Linked DNA regions of Danio rerio: region 1 is linked to region 2. A link is a contact called in public HiCAR-type data. All regions are on one chromosome and are shown on one strand. The core of a region is the stretch at or near the end of the contact, and the rest is flanking DNA. Distances in the headings are between cores, read along the strand shown. Region 1 holds the start of si:dkey-45d16.4. Region 2 holds the start of gga1 (golgi-associated, gamma adaptin ear containing, ARF binding protein 1).

Region 1 (7,098 bases), core at 4,378-6,877, 210 kb after region 2:
TTACATGAAGCCCAAAATGGAAGTTTGTAATTGTGTCAGCCCAAAGTCAAGAAAAAAAAAAAAAACAATAGGCTACAGATTATGTCACATGGGCTGCTCTGTTCAGAAAAAGAAACATCTTACTTTCAGAGTGTCACAGGTCACAGCACTGTCAATTAATTAGGCAGAAAACCACAACAGTCTGCTAAGTGTTTTATAGGCCAATGACTTCATAAGAAGATCCGTCCGGCCCAAAATGTACGTTGGCCCAGCAGGAAACTGCCCGGTCTGCCAGATGGCCAGTCCGCTCCTGCATGTAACTAGTTACTCCCCAACACTGTCAAGAAGGGCTCCTGCCTCAGGTTCTTGTGTCTTTTCCACAACACAACACTTACAACAAGAGATACATCTCTTGATGTCTGTGTCCATTCCAGACCAAAATAATATCTGACCACCAAATGAAGAGTTCTACTTTGTCCTTGATGACTGGCATCATCATGAGTTCCTTTCAGGGCAGCAGCTTTTAGAGAATGGGGGAGTGCAAGTTGATATCTGCACTTTCCCACACTATGCTTAGACTTTCGATACAAAACATTATCCTTCGTTTCTAATCTTTCCCAAATTTTCAATAGTCTGAGAACTAAGGCAGATTCATTATCTCTCTCTCCGTGATGTCTCCTTCTTCTGTTAACAAAGAATATTATCCGAGCAATGAGGGGTTCCATTCCCTGATTCTTCTGTATCTCCTCCAGACTGGCAGAGTATCCATCCCTCCTTGGATAATGCAGTTAGAACACTCCTCGTACTGGTCCCAATCAAGACAGGACTCAAAAATAGCATTCACTGCCTCGGGACTTATTTGGCTCAAACTTCATACTTGGACATTCTAAATACTAGCCTATGAGTTCTGACGAAGTACATTAACTGATAATCGTAACGCCTCCTGTACTTATTCTGAAGTCACAATGGCTTTCCAATGTTTCACAGATGTTCAGTGTTCTAGCAAAGGGATGTTGACTCAGTAGACCAGCAGGAATGTTCAGAGTGCCAGGTATGTATTTTAAAAAGCATCTATGATGAAAATCAACTTTTGGAAGCTGTTTGAACAGAACTGTGTGTAGGTTTAGTCTGTCCACAGTCATACTGGAATGATATAAACACAATAAGTCTATCTTTTTTTAAATTCCGGACAATAAAATAGTTAAATTCATGCAATTTTAAGTCACACTGCAACATGATGCAGGAGTGCAGTTTCCCCCGCCCACCAAATTAATTGACAGTCGCATATTATCATATTTCCATAGTAACATTTATAAACAAATCTACAAGACAGGCCTTTTACACAGCAATTGGGACTAAAACATCTGTTCAGTTCTCTGTGATCAGTTTTACCTCAAGAATGAGTTTTACAAGTTTAAAATGTTTTAAAATCATGTCATGTGCAACCGATGCAACGCTGGTAAAAGCAATATAATCAAAAACAAACTTGACGCATGTGTGGAGAAAACATACCTGCGCGCCTTTTGCACCGCCCCTGCTTGACGCTGATGTGCTGCTCACGTTGCCACTCCCGGTATGAATCCTGGTTGAGAACATGCATGCGAAAAAAAATAGGAGCTGCTCACGCATCACTCATGTGTTTTGCAACAGGTGTTGTGCTGAGAAAAGCACCCTTATTATTTAGGCCAAGTGCAAATAGCACACCTCGTTGGAATAAGCTAGTTGAATGATTCCTGCTCATCACTGTTTGATTGACAGAGACAACATAACTAATGAGAGCGACAAATAGCAGTTTGAGTGGGATAGCTTGATAAGCACATGGCATTATGTTTTGACATGATCGATTATGAACCCAGTTTGAATCCAGCATCTGATGAACACATTCCCCCACTACATATCAGATTTTGCCTACTCTTCATCACGAGGAAGACAAGTAGGAATCATTAATAAGTGTTTGTATTATGGTAGTCTCAGATTCTTAGAACTGGATTGGATTGGTGTTTTATCCAATATACATATAAGTTTGTAGAAGTTATACATTAAAATACCCTTAAATATAAATTTAAGTACTGCTTCTGTGAACTTGAACATGTACATTAAAATCCATTAATTTTCACTAGTTGTATCAATATATATATTTTTTTAAAGTGTGCCTTAAATTTTTACTATATATAATTTTTTTTTTTTAATTCGTACAATGCATTAACGATTCATTTCATTTAAAAAATATTGAATTAATCATATCTTTAAATTCAATTATAGGGGTGCGGGCAGCTAGGGAGGCTCCAAGACATTGTGCTCAGGGGCCTCTGAATTCTTTATGGGCCTGCCTTTCAAGGACTTTCATTTAGATTCTCAGTCTACATGAAAACCAAAGGCCATAATTGATAAAAAAAGGTAATATGATTATTATATTGATGGATAAAGCAAAAACAATAAATTAGACGCATTTGTAAGAAAAGAGTTCACTCTCATTAGTGTCATAATGATGTTATTAAAAAATTATCAATTTAAGTTAATAGTTGCACATTTCAGAGGGGCTGCGTTTTATGACAGAGGTAACAGCCTTTAATGTATAGATGCGTAGTGAGTTTTGGAAATAAACAAAATTAAAGTTTAACTAATATGATGATGATCTTATTTTGAATAGCATATCTCCAGATAGATTTTTTTTTGTATAAAGCAGAAAAGAGGGATGAGGTCAGGCAGTTTAGACTTAATAAACCTAATTCTTGGCCATAAGTAGGCCCACACAGAATCTGCACGCTCAGAATTCCACAGATTTTTTGCCCAATATTGATTGTGTTTATTTACTTTTGTAAATGTGTGTAAATTTATATTCATTCAGTTTTTTTTTATTCATTACAGTAATAATATTGACTAATATGAAAATATTCATCTGATTTATTTACAATACAGTTTGTAAGGTAACATTTTCTGTTTTTTAGTAGATATATGAGAGACTTGCTTTGTTTACCAAATAAAGTGGATGTAATTGGATTTGCATTGTAATCATTAAATAAAAGTGAAAAAGGATTACTTTTTTTCATAAATTACTTCTACAGACTAAGGGTTTCTTGTTTGACTGTTTACAGCATTTGCTGTTTATTTAAAATAAATTGTCGCTCGTATTTGGACTCCACATCTTTGTTCCAGTATGACAGAACAAACTGACCAGATTATGGATCCAGCGAGTGCATCAAAACTCTAAGATTGTTTGAACACAGCATGTCACACACTGACCGACAGGATGAGCAGGCCACCAACCCTTCGAGCCCTAGTTATTCAGGTGTCTGAACTCATCATGCAGATTCATCGAATCCAGGGTGAGGTGTTCCAGCCTCAGCCAACACATGTGGAGCCCAGATGGGTTTCACTTGGGCTGATAATTTTGTCTTCAGGTTTCATAGTGGTCCCACATGTGTTAGCCCAGGTGGGTTAATGGCCCTTGATGAACACCATTGGATCTTGGAAAATCCACGAGGGACTCATTTAAAACTGCTTACATAGGTTTATGATGGGGCTCAGGTGGGTTTTATAAAAGACTCTTAGGGGCTGTATATAGGTTAACATAGTTGTTTGTTTTGGTTACCTTATTTTACATTAATTTATTAATTTTCCTTCGTCTTAGTGCCTCATTTAACAAGGGTCACCACGGCAGAAAGAACTGCCAACTAGAGGTCTGCATTCCCGTGGCTGTACCGCGGGAGTCGCGGGACCCGACCACATTTCTGTGGCATAGGAATATTTTTATTATAATAATATAATAAAGCATTGGGAGCGGTCGGTAACGGGTTTAATTTTGGACAGTAGCGGGCGGTTCAACAATATTGCTACCGGCTCCCCACTCCCGAGCATGCGCATGTATATGTGTGAAAGAGCCAGCATGATGCTGCGTTTAGCTTGTTTGTTGCTGTCTATGTGTGCATGCGAATGAGAGCGAGAGCTTTGTGCTCTCTCTCTCTCTCTCTCTCTCTCTGTGTGTGTGTGTGTGTGAATGAAAGAGAGCGTGATGCTGTCTGTGTGTGTCACTTGCTTGTACGTGTGTTTGTGTATGTGTGTTTATACAGACAGCGTGTTATAGGCTGTCTGTTCTCAGCTGGGTGGTTTTCAGTTTTGTTTCCCCCCCGTCCGTTTGCAGGAACAGGCGCGGCGGGTAGAAAACAGAGCAGGTCGGGCAGCGGGATAACAAATGCTGAATATAAGCGGGAGCGGTCGGGTTCAGGCTAAAACCTGGCTGGTGCGGGCGGGAGCGGGATTCAAAATTTAGTCCCACGCAGATCTCTACTGCCAACTTTTCCAGCATATGTTTTACGCAGCAGATGCCCTTCCAGCCGCAACCCAGTACTGGGGAACATCCATACACTCTCACATTCACACTATGGTCATTTTAATTAATCTAAATCACCCATAACACATGTCTTTGGACTGTGGGGGAAAACAAAGCACCCAGAGGAAACCCACATGAACACGGGGAGAACATGCAAACTCCACACAGAAATGCCAACTGGTTCAGCTGCAACTGGAACCAGGTACCTTCTTGCTGTGAGGTGACTACCACTGTGTGTGCTAACCACTGCCACCATGCCACCCTTTATTTTACAGTAAAGCCCTAAACAATAGTATTACGTTTAACCCACTAAAGTACAGTAAAATGTAAATGTATTACTACTTCAATGAGAAAAAGACTGGTAGGCCATGCTTTTATTTAATGAAACATTTTCACAATGTTAGTTCAGCTTAGTGCATTAACTAATGTTAACAAGCTCAATTTTTGTATTTTAATAATGTATTGGTAAATGTTGAACTATTCAATTCAATTCATGTTTATTTATAGCCTATAGTGCTGTACAATGTAGATTGTGTTAAAGCAGCTTAACACAGAAGTTCTAGTAAATTGAAACTGTGTCAGTCCAATTTTCAGTTAAAGTTCAGTTCAGTGTGTTTTAAATTTTACTGCTGAACGTCCAAACACTGAAGAGCAAATCCATCCAGTTCCACAAGTCCCAACCAAGCAAGCCAGTGGTGACATGAATAATAAACTATGATTAAAATGCTGTACAAGATTATGCATAGCCTAATGTTTAATATATATATATATATATATATATATATATATATATATATATATATATATATATATATATATATATATATATATATATATATATATATAATGAAATAATGGAATATTATACTAAAGTGTTGTTACCTTTATGTCTTGAATGTGAAGCTTCATTCAAGATACATTTTTCACTTTTGACTTTGGTCTATCAGCGACGCATGAAAGGGTTTTTAAAGATTTTGACTGCAACAAAAGGTTCACACGGGGAGGGGGGGTGTGATATTATCATATTGAGGATAATCTAAACTACTAGAAAAGTATTTACTGCAAAGTGGTGGAATCTTCAAAAGAAACTTTTACTTTGCAGCTGTTTTAAATGTGCTATTAAGAGCGTTGAACCCGTTTGAAACCAAAATCCCTTATTATAATCCTTTTCTGCCCTCTTGAGGTTGAAAGATACACATGCAGTCCATTTCCTTCCAGTTATGTCTGACTTCTCGAGAAGTTGAGGTACACGTCAGAAAAGAACCTGTACTTGTGAGCGGACGTGTACAGTGACCTCAGCAGTTTGTGCGTATCAGCTGACATACATAAAGGCGAGAAGACATGGAACGCGGTAAGACTTGCCGAAAAGCCGCACTCTTTAAATGGGATGGAATCTATCGATTGTGTTACTCAATCTGACTTTATAATATAAATATATTTAAAACGACTGAATAGAATTAAACTCACTATCACCATTCTTGAAAAAAGAGTCATTGTAAGCTGCTACAGATTTTCTTTAGCGCGTGTTTTGCATTGCATTGGAATGCTAATCGACGTCTGGGTTGTTGGGGGTAATCAATAAAGCGCCATGAAATAATAATTTAAAAAATTAGAATCAATAGAAGCACAAAAGAAAAACGATTAAGCTTATGACAAATATAGGGGTGGTTATTCAGAAAATAAAAATCCATCAATTAAATAAATGAATGAATTAAAAGTATGATGGACAGAAACAAAACAAAAATGTATACAAATTTACACACATTTTAATTTTATATTTACTGTATATTAGCATGTACATATGTCAAATTGAAAATCCTAATAATGTTAAAGGAAGTTAACACATTCAAAATGTTTGAAAGGTGCCCAAAGTTTTTGACATCTGTCTGCTCATATGCAGGTTTCTCTCTTGCAGGACCATCTTCTAATCCTCGTAAACGACAGGTGCGATTTTCAGCACGTCATGACATCCTGCTCCTCCGTGAAGTGATAGCACAGAATCCTTTCACTTCTAAAGAGTCAGGCCGGATCTGGGCAAGGGTGGGTGAAATTATTACTGCAACACTGCAGGATGAAAGCTTTGAAGTGGATGGACGCAGATGCAGAGAGAGGACCATGCTGCTACTTGATTATTACAAAAAACAGGACTTTGCTAGTCTGCGCAGGTTAGAAGAGATCACATTATTTTATAAGCTGCAATAAGTTTTTTTTCTGCTGAAATGTAAAGTGTAATAAATAATAAATAAAAAAGAACAAAAATAGTTCTGGTTTAAGGACATAACAGAAAGCTCAATAGCTCAAATACTGCATAAAATGTTTTAAGAAAAAAGATTTAGGTTTATTATTAGTGAAATTTGTGGGTCACATTTCATTTCAAGGTTCTTAAAAATATCTCAAATAAATTAAATAAACACACATACTTTGTAAGTACTACCAAACAGCCAATATTTTAACAATAGGCAGGTAATAAGTCATTATTTAGGTGTGAAAATTGGTCCTTTCACTAAATTGTTACCAAATGGCTTATCGTCAAGTTGTTACAAAGCCCTGAGACCTATGTTCATCCTCTAAATACAAATGAAGATATTTTAGATGAAATCTGACAGTAGCCACATCCTTCATAGCAGAAGAAAATCCTTAAAAGAGTCCACATGCATTCAGTGGTTCAATCAGAGAATTCTCAAGCTATGAGAATACTTTTGTGCACACATAAAGCAAAACCCCGACCCCCTACCTAGGGAGGTGTTCCATCCATGGGGGCCTTGGAGAAGACCCAGGACACGGTGGAT
Region 2 (6,502 bases), core at 3,409-5,908:
GAAGTGCAGCAGGTCTCTTGCCCTGTCAATTTCAACCATTAGCCATGCTGGTAATCTGGAGGATTTAGGCGAACACAGCAGCTTGGCACTGGCAGGTCTGTCTTGCCTTCAGAAAGCACGCGCAGTCATGAATAATAAAGAAGCAGGCTCTTCTCATAGGATAAGAAAACTCCACTATAAATAATATTGAGAAACTGACGAATTTTCACCGATTTTGATCCTGCCTCAAAAATCATTTTAAATTTAGATGAAATTAGCTGACAAAAGCTCTAAATTATCTAGTTTTCCTCACAATTAAAGCTAACATTGTCTTAACTGATGCTCAACACATACAAATCTGTTAAAATCTCAAAAAATACTCAAGGTTTTCTTAAACCTTTAATAGTGGGACTAGCTGTTAAAATGCGCTGGCCAGATGGATTTAAACTTTGTTGTTGATCATTTTAAATTTTGTTTTGCAGGAAAAAAATTATAAAGCAGATATCACTCTGCAGCCCAAGACCAGTTACTCACTGAAGCTAAGCAGGGCTGAGCCTGGTCAGTACCTGGCTGGGAGACCACATGGGAAAACTAGGTTGTTGTTGGAAGTGGTGATAGGGAGGCTAGGACGGGGCGCTCAACCAGTGATTTGTGTGAGTCCTAATGCCCCAGTAAAAGTGAAGGGGACCCTATACTTTCAGTGTGCGACGTCTTTCAAATGAGACAATAAACCGAGGTTCTGATTCTCATGGGTCATTAAAAATCCCATGGTACTTCTCGTAAAGAGTAGGGGTGTAACCCCAGAGTCCTGGCCAAAGTCCCTCAATCGGCACTTAGGATCATGGCCTCCCAATCATCCCCATCCACTCAATTGGCTCTATCACTGTCTCTCTACTCCACCAATATCTGGTGTGTGGTGAACGCACTGGCACCATTGTCCTGTGGCTGCCGTCGCATCATCCAAGTGGATGCCACACACTGGTGGTGGTGTGGAGAGACCCCCCCCTCATGATTGTGAAGCGCTTTGGGTGTATGGCCATACACGATAAAATGTGCTATATAAAAACATTACAATTACATTACAGAATATTCTCCTACCAATCCCAACACAGGGCTCGAAATTAACTTTTTTACTTGGTAGCACTGGTGCTCCCAAAAATAATAAGTTAGGAGCATCCCAAAAAATTTAGGAGCACCCATTTTCTTTTTAGTTATGCGCCGATCTTGATTCTTAATGGCCGATTTTGATTAGCACACGTACATCTCGGAGATGTCTATTTGACGTCTGCATTCACATCTGCAAGACATCTACAAGACGTTTCCTATCAGATGTGAAATAGCCTTCTATTAGACATCTTTAAGATGTTTGCGATTCAGAATGTGTGTAAAACTGACATCATACAGACGTCTTCAGCACTGTATACAGCAGGTGCTTTCCAGATCAAGAGATCTTTAACAGACATCTTGCAGACGTATACAGACACAAAATATCTAATACAATGGTATTTCAACCTTTATAACATTAAAAGGGATAAATCAAGTATATAATTTCTTATATTAGTTTTACTTAATTGTTTAGATTTTTAAAAGGCACATTAACTTCTTTCACATTTACACATGGATCGATAATTGCAATAATTTGACCATAAACAGCTGAAAAAATTTATTGGAAATAAAAATTCATTCTGTCACAAGGGGGCGCTTTAGGAGCGCTGAAATATTACGGTTTCCCTAGTAATGACTGTACACAAATCAGCATTATATGCGACCAAAATGGTCGCAATTTCGAGCCCTGCAACATATTCACTTTTTTTTCATTTGTTGAAATAAATATGCATTTGTAACAATCTATGAACAATCTACAAATACAAATTGTGGAAATAGATCTCAGCAAAACTCTTTGCCTTATAGTTAGAGATGCTAGTTTTGTGAATTTTCTATTTCATGCCCAGTTAAATTGTTAAAAAAGACTGGAATACAGACTTACCCTTCAGGTTCATTGCTGAGTTGGTCACAGAAGAGCTGAATACTTTCCCAGTCAGTTTCTCGATTTAAAGGGTTGGTTGCTTTGTCTAGAGGTAACAGAGAACGGTAAAACAAAAGCATCAGAAAAATCGGACCTAAAACCTTGGGGTGCAACGATATTTAAACAAAAGGAAAAAAAACACAATGCCCGGGCGCGGTTTGGTTGGCTGCAGATCAGGAGCAGTGGAGACTGAAGAACACTTCCTGCTCCACTGTGATAAATATACAGAATTACGAGACTCACTGTATAAACAAATAGTCCTGAATACTCCTCAGTACCTGACTAAATATTGTAGTGATATTACTGTAAACTTGACCAACTCTTTCATGTGTACAATCACACCAGTGTTATGACATTAGAGCGCACGTCATTAGCTGCTCAAACTCAAATCTGCTGGCTCGTGCTGAAGATAGAAAGAGGAGCGGAGTGCCTGTCTTAAATCACAATTAATGAGAGTTTTCAATCAAATAAAGTTTATTTTAGGTTTCAGACATTCAAATACACAAAACTACAAGCAAAACATAACATTGTAAAATACATGCGAATCTCTTCTTTCACGGACAATCTCTGCCTCACATTCAGTCTGTCTCGTGCATCTGTTGCACTCTTTCTGCACCCTAGTCCTCCAAGGCATGAGAGAATTTGACAATAAATGCTTCTAAAGGCTGGTTTATACTTGACGTGTTGGCTAGTTCACTTGGGTGCATGTGGCGAATGTGACACCACTGTGTTGGCAGATATTTGCTTTGAGTGCGTGAGACATAATTTTAAGTTTGCAGCGTACACATTATTTTTTTAACTCTGCGCACAGCGCCATATCGAAAGATGCACAACTTGAAGCTAGGGGCTGAACGACTTCAGACTTTTGGAAGTTGGCTCTGATGTTATTAATGTTGAGTCGACAAGAGGCTGATGACATCATCAATAAAACAAGACGCAAATATTTTGCAACATGCCACAACTTGTCACATTTAAATGCATCCAAATACAATCACAAAAGCTAAAGTATGAAAAACTAATCTGAGTTTCTTGCAAATCCTACATATATAGTTTGGTTTATAATCTGTGCTCAACAATAATATATGAATAAAAGAATTAAATTAGATATTCTACATTGTGCATGTCAATTAAACTTTCAAAACAGCATGGCTGTCTTTGTTCATGTTCACAAATTCAAAACACAAAAAGTTACTTCACATTCTGTCACAAAATTTTAATATCCAGCAAACGAATAAATGAACAATATTAAGAAAGTGTAGTCAAAACACTGAGTTTATCCAAACACACAACCTGTTTTTATGCATCATATGGTGATGCAGACGTCTCCAAAACCCAACAGATGGACAAATCTAAACTAGTATATATAAATATAAATCTGAGGGTGACGCGGTGGCGCAGTAGGTAGTGCTATCGCCTCACAGCAAGAAGGTCGCTGATTCGAGCCTCAGCTGTTTCTGTATGGAGTTTGCATGTTCTCCCCATGTTCACGTGGATTTCCTCCGGGTGCTCTGGTTAAACCCAGTCCAAAGACATGCGGTGCAGGTGAATTGGGTAAGCTGAATTGTCCATAGTGTTTGAGTGTAAATGAGTGTGTGTGGGTGTGTCCCAGAGATGGGTTGCAGCTGAAAGGGCATCCGCTGCGTAAAACAAATGCTGGATCAGTTGGCAGTTCATTCCACTGTGGCGACCCCAGATTAAAAAGAGACTAAGCCGGAAAAAAATATATACATTTGTCAATAATCTACCCAGGTAGATCACATAGCCCGCTTTTTGGAATACCCCTGAATCTGCTCCAAGTTTACAAATTAGGGAAAGCATGAATTGCAGTGCATTAGAGTTAGCTCATCAAACAATTGGATTCTCACTAGAATGTGTATTGTGTGGCCTTTGTATTCTAGAACAGTGGATTATCTGAATGTGATTAGCTAAACTGTACAATTAATTATGATCTAATGCTTGCTGAATTCAGCAACTTTTTAGTGGATAAAATAATAAGTGTAACGTTAAATCTATTATGTAAATATGCTTGATGTTGTGTCCAATACCGTTATTAAGAGAGCTGGAGTATTTTAAACACGTTTTATTAGTATGCAGAGTGAAAAACAACATACCGACAATTATATTAGTGTTTTGGAAGCTAATTAATGAAATAAAAATCATAGCATGATAGGTAGCAGTGTGAAAATATAACGCGAATAACGACTTTACTTGCAGAGAAATATTGTCTTTAAATATCTTTACATTTAACGTTTTATTAATCGTCTATATCTGCTTTCTTATAGACAACTCCCTTTTGACTTACAAAGTAATTGTTAGCTCTTTCAACAACTCTCCTTTGCCTATTTCGAACACACGTGCACACATACACAACAATATGTTAGACTAAAAACAACCGTTTCAGAAAGTCAACTAACGTCAACGCTATATCGGCGTTAGCATGCTAATAACTCCCTATCAACAACACCACGACACTCCGCATCCGCATTCAGCAAAGTGCTTCAACCGAGACATCATCTTAGGTTAAAGGATCTCACTGATATTCCCACTGTCACACTAGAAAGTACTAAAAATCTACTTTAGATGTGTTTGACTTACTGATGCGGGACTCTAAGCTCTGCTCGTCAGGCGGAGCCGCCATCTTCACCCGAGATCACAAGACCACGATCTCGCGATGAAACACGTGATGACTGACTACATACTTCATTTTTCATTTTTATGCAGTGACATTGAACCAGGAGACCTGTTTATATGTATGAATTATATATTAAATTAAAGTTATATAAAACTTAGCCATGTTGTGTGACTAGTACTAAAGTCTAAATGTGTCTGAGAGTCTGTTAACATTTCTTGCAATAAGAGTTAACTTACATGTCAATTTTGGACAGAAACACTTTTCATTTATGAAAGCAGACAGAAAATCTTGTTTTTGTTGTTGTTGTTGTTTTTACATTCAAATATTGTTTAAAACAAACCTGTTGCACAGTACATGCCATTTCCATCACAAAGCGTAATGTCTCTTTAAAATGTGAACAATATTGTTCAGGTGATTTATATGGAAATGTATAGTGACATCTGACTACAAGCTGAACATGGATGAAAACTCAAGGTTATATTGCTTGATTAGTTTATATATCTATTTATTTTACATAATTTTCGAACAAGCACTACCTTCAAGTTTAAAGTATTTTGCATACATGAAATGTTGAAAGCAATCATTGAAGTTTGAAAGTAATCTTCTATTTTCTCACAATAAACTGTAGAAATGTAACAATCACCACGCTGCCATCTGTGGAAATAACATTTATTGTTACACAAGCCTCTGTGTAATATTATTTAATATATTACAATGCTATTGTAACCCCGCCGGTCCTACACCACCCAACCCGCCCGAGTTGGGATCGAACCGGCGACCTTCCGCATGGGAGTCGATTGCTCTAACAAGAAGGCTAAAGACCATGGACTCTATTGTCTGTCGCTAGAGCACCTTTAGAAATCAGAGGAGTGAGGTTTACCTGCACAGCACCTACTAGCTGGCCTCCATTACATTCACCCCCCTAAAATTCACTCCCATCCGGGTCATGGCACCAATGTGACCCCGCCGGTCCTACACCACCCAACCCACCCCGAGCTGGGATCGAACTGGCAACCTTCCGCTTGGGAGTGGGTTGCTCTAATAAGGAGGCTAAAGACCATGGCTTCTTGCATCTGTCGCTAGAGTACCTTTAGAGGTCAGAGGAGTGAGGTTTATCTGCACAGCACCTACTAGCTGGCCTCCATTACACTCTTCATTCATTCATTTTCTTTTTGGCTTAGTCCCTTTATTAATCTGGGGTCACCACATCTCTGGGAAACATCCACACACACTCATTTACACACATACACTAAAGACAATTTAGCCTACCCGATTTAACTGTATCACATGTCTTTGGACTGTGGGGGAAACCAAAGCACCCGGAGGAAACCTACACGAACGCAGGGAGAACATGCACACTCCACACAGAAACGGTAACTGAACCAGCCAAGGTTCGAACCAGCGACCTTTTTGCTGGAAGGTGTCAGCACTACCTACTGCGCCACCGATTCGTCCAATGCTATTCATATTTTTATTAGAATATGTTTTCATATTTATATTGCAATTCCATATATTGTAATTCCAAAAAAGGTTGGGACATCTTATGAAATGAAATCAAGAGTTTGTAATTTGTTAATTCTTTAACTGCTGAAAAAAACAGCATATGCTGGTAAGGTATTTTTGATGATCGTCTGCTGGTCCATCTGGTCTCGACGCTGGTCTTGCTGGTTTTTAATGCGGGTTATGCGGGTTATGCTGGATTGCGAAAGAAAGCCACGCGAGAGTCAATGGCGGTCCTAGTATCTGTGGGCCCGGGCAGGGACCACTTGTACTTTTAGGGGGCACACTTTAACATACATCACAAACTACTTAAACAATAATTCAAAGTCTTTTTCATGAATCACTCTGCAGTCTTCATAAACAAG

The links. HiCAR-type assays count read pairs that join an accessible place to other places.
Region 1: a HiCAR-type map of caudal fin shows a contact between it and region 2, with 8 times the contacts expected there. The contact joins the promoter of si:dkey-45d16.4 here to the promoter of gga1 in region 2. A contact is called at or near these places in 2 of 4 datasets of contacts at active chromatin or transcription factors (caudal fin and embryo).

The regions. Positions count from the first base shown.
Region 1 is chr6:20,790,241-20,797,338 of GRCz12tu, forward strand. It overlaps si:dkey-45d16.4, which reads left to right and starts at 5,628. Exons shown (of 6, transcript XM_073954051.1): 1 at 5,628-5,660; 2 at 6,225-6,474. The coding sequence starts at 5,651.
Region 2 is chr6:20,578,885-20,585,386 of GRCz12tu, forward strand. It overlaps gga1 (golgi-associated, gamma adaptin ear containing, ARF binding protein 1), which reads right to left and starts at 4,659. Exons shown (of 17, transcript NM_001004000.2): 1 at 4,601-4,659; 2 at 1,967-2,051. The coding sequence starts at 4,643.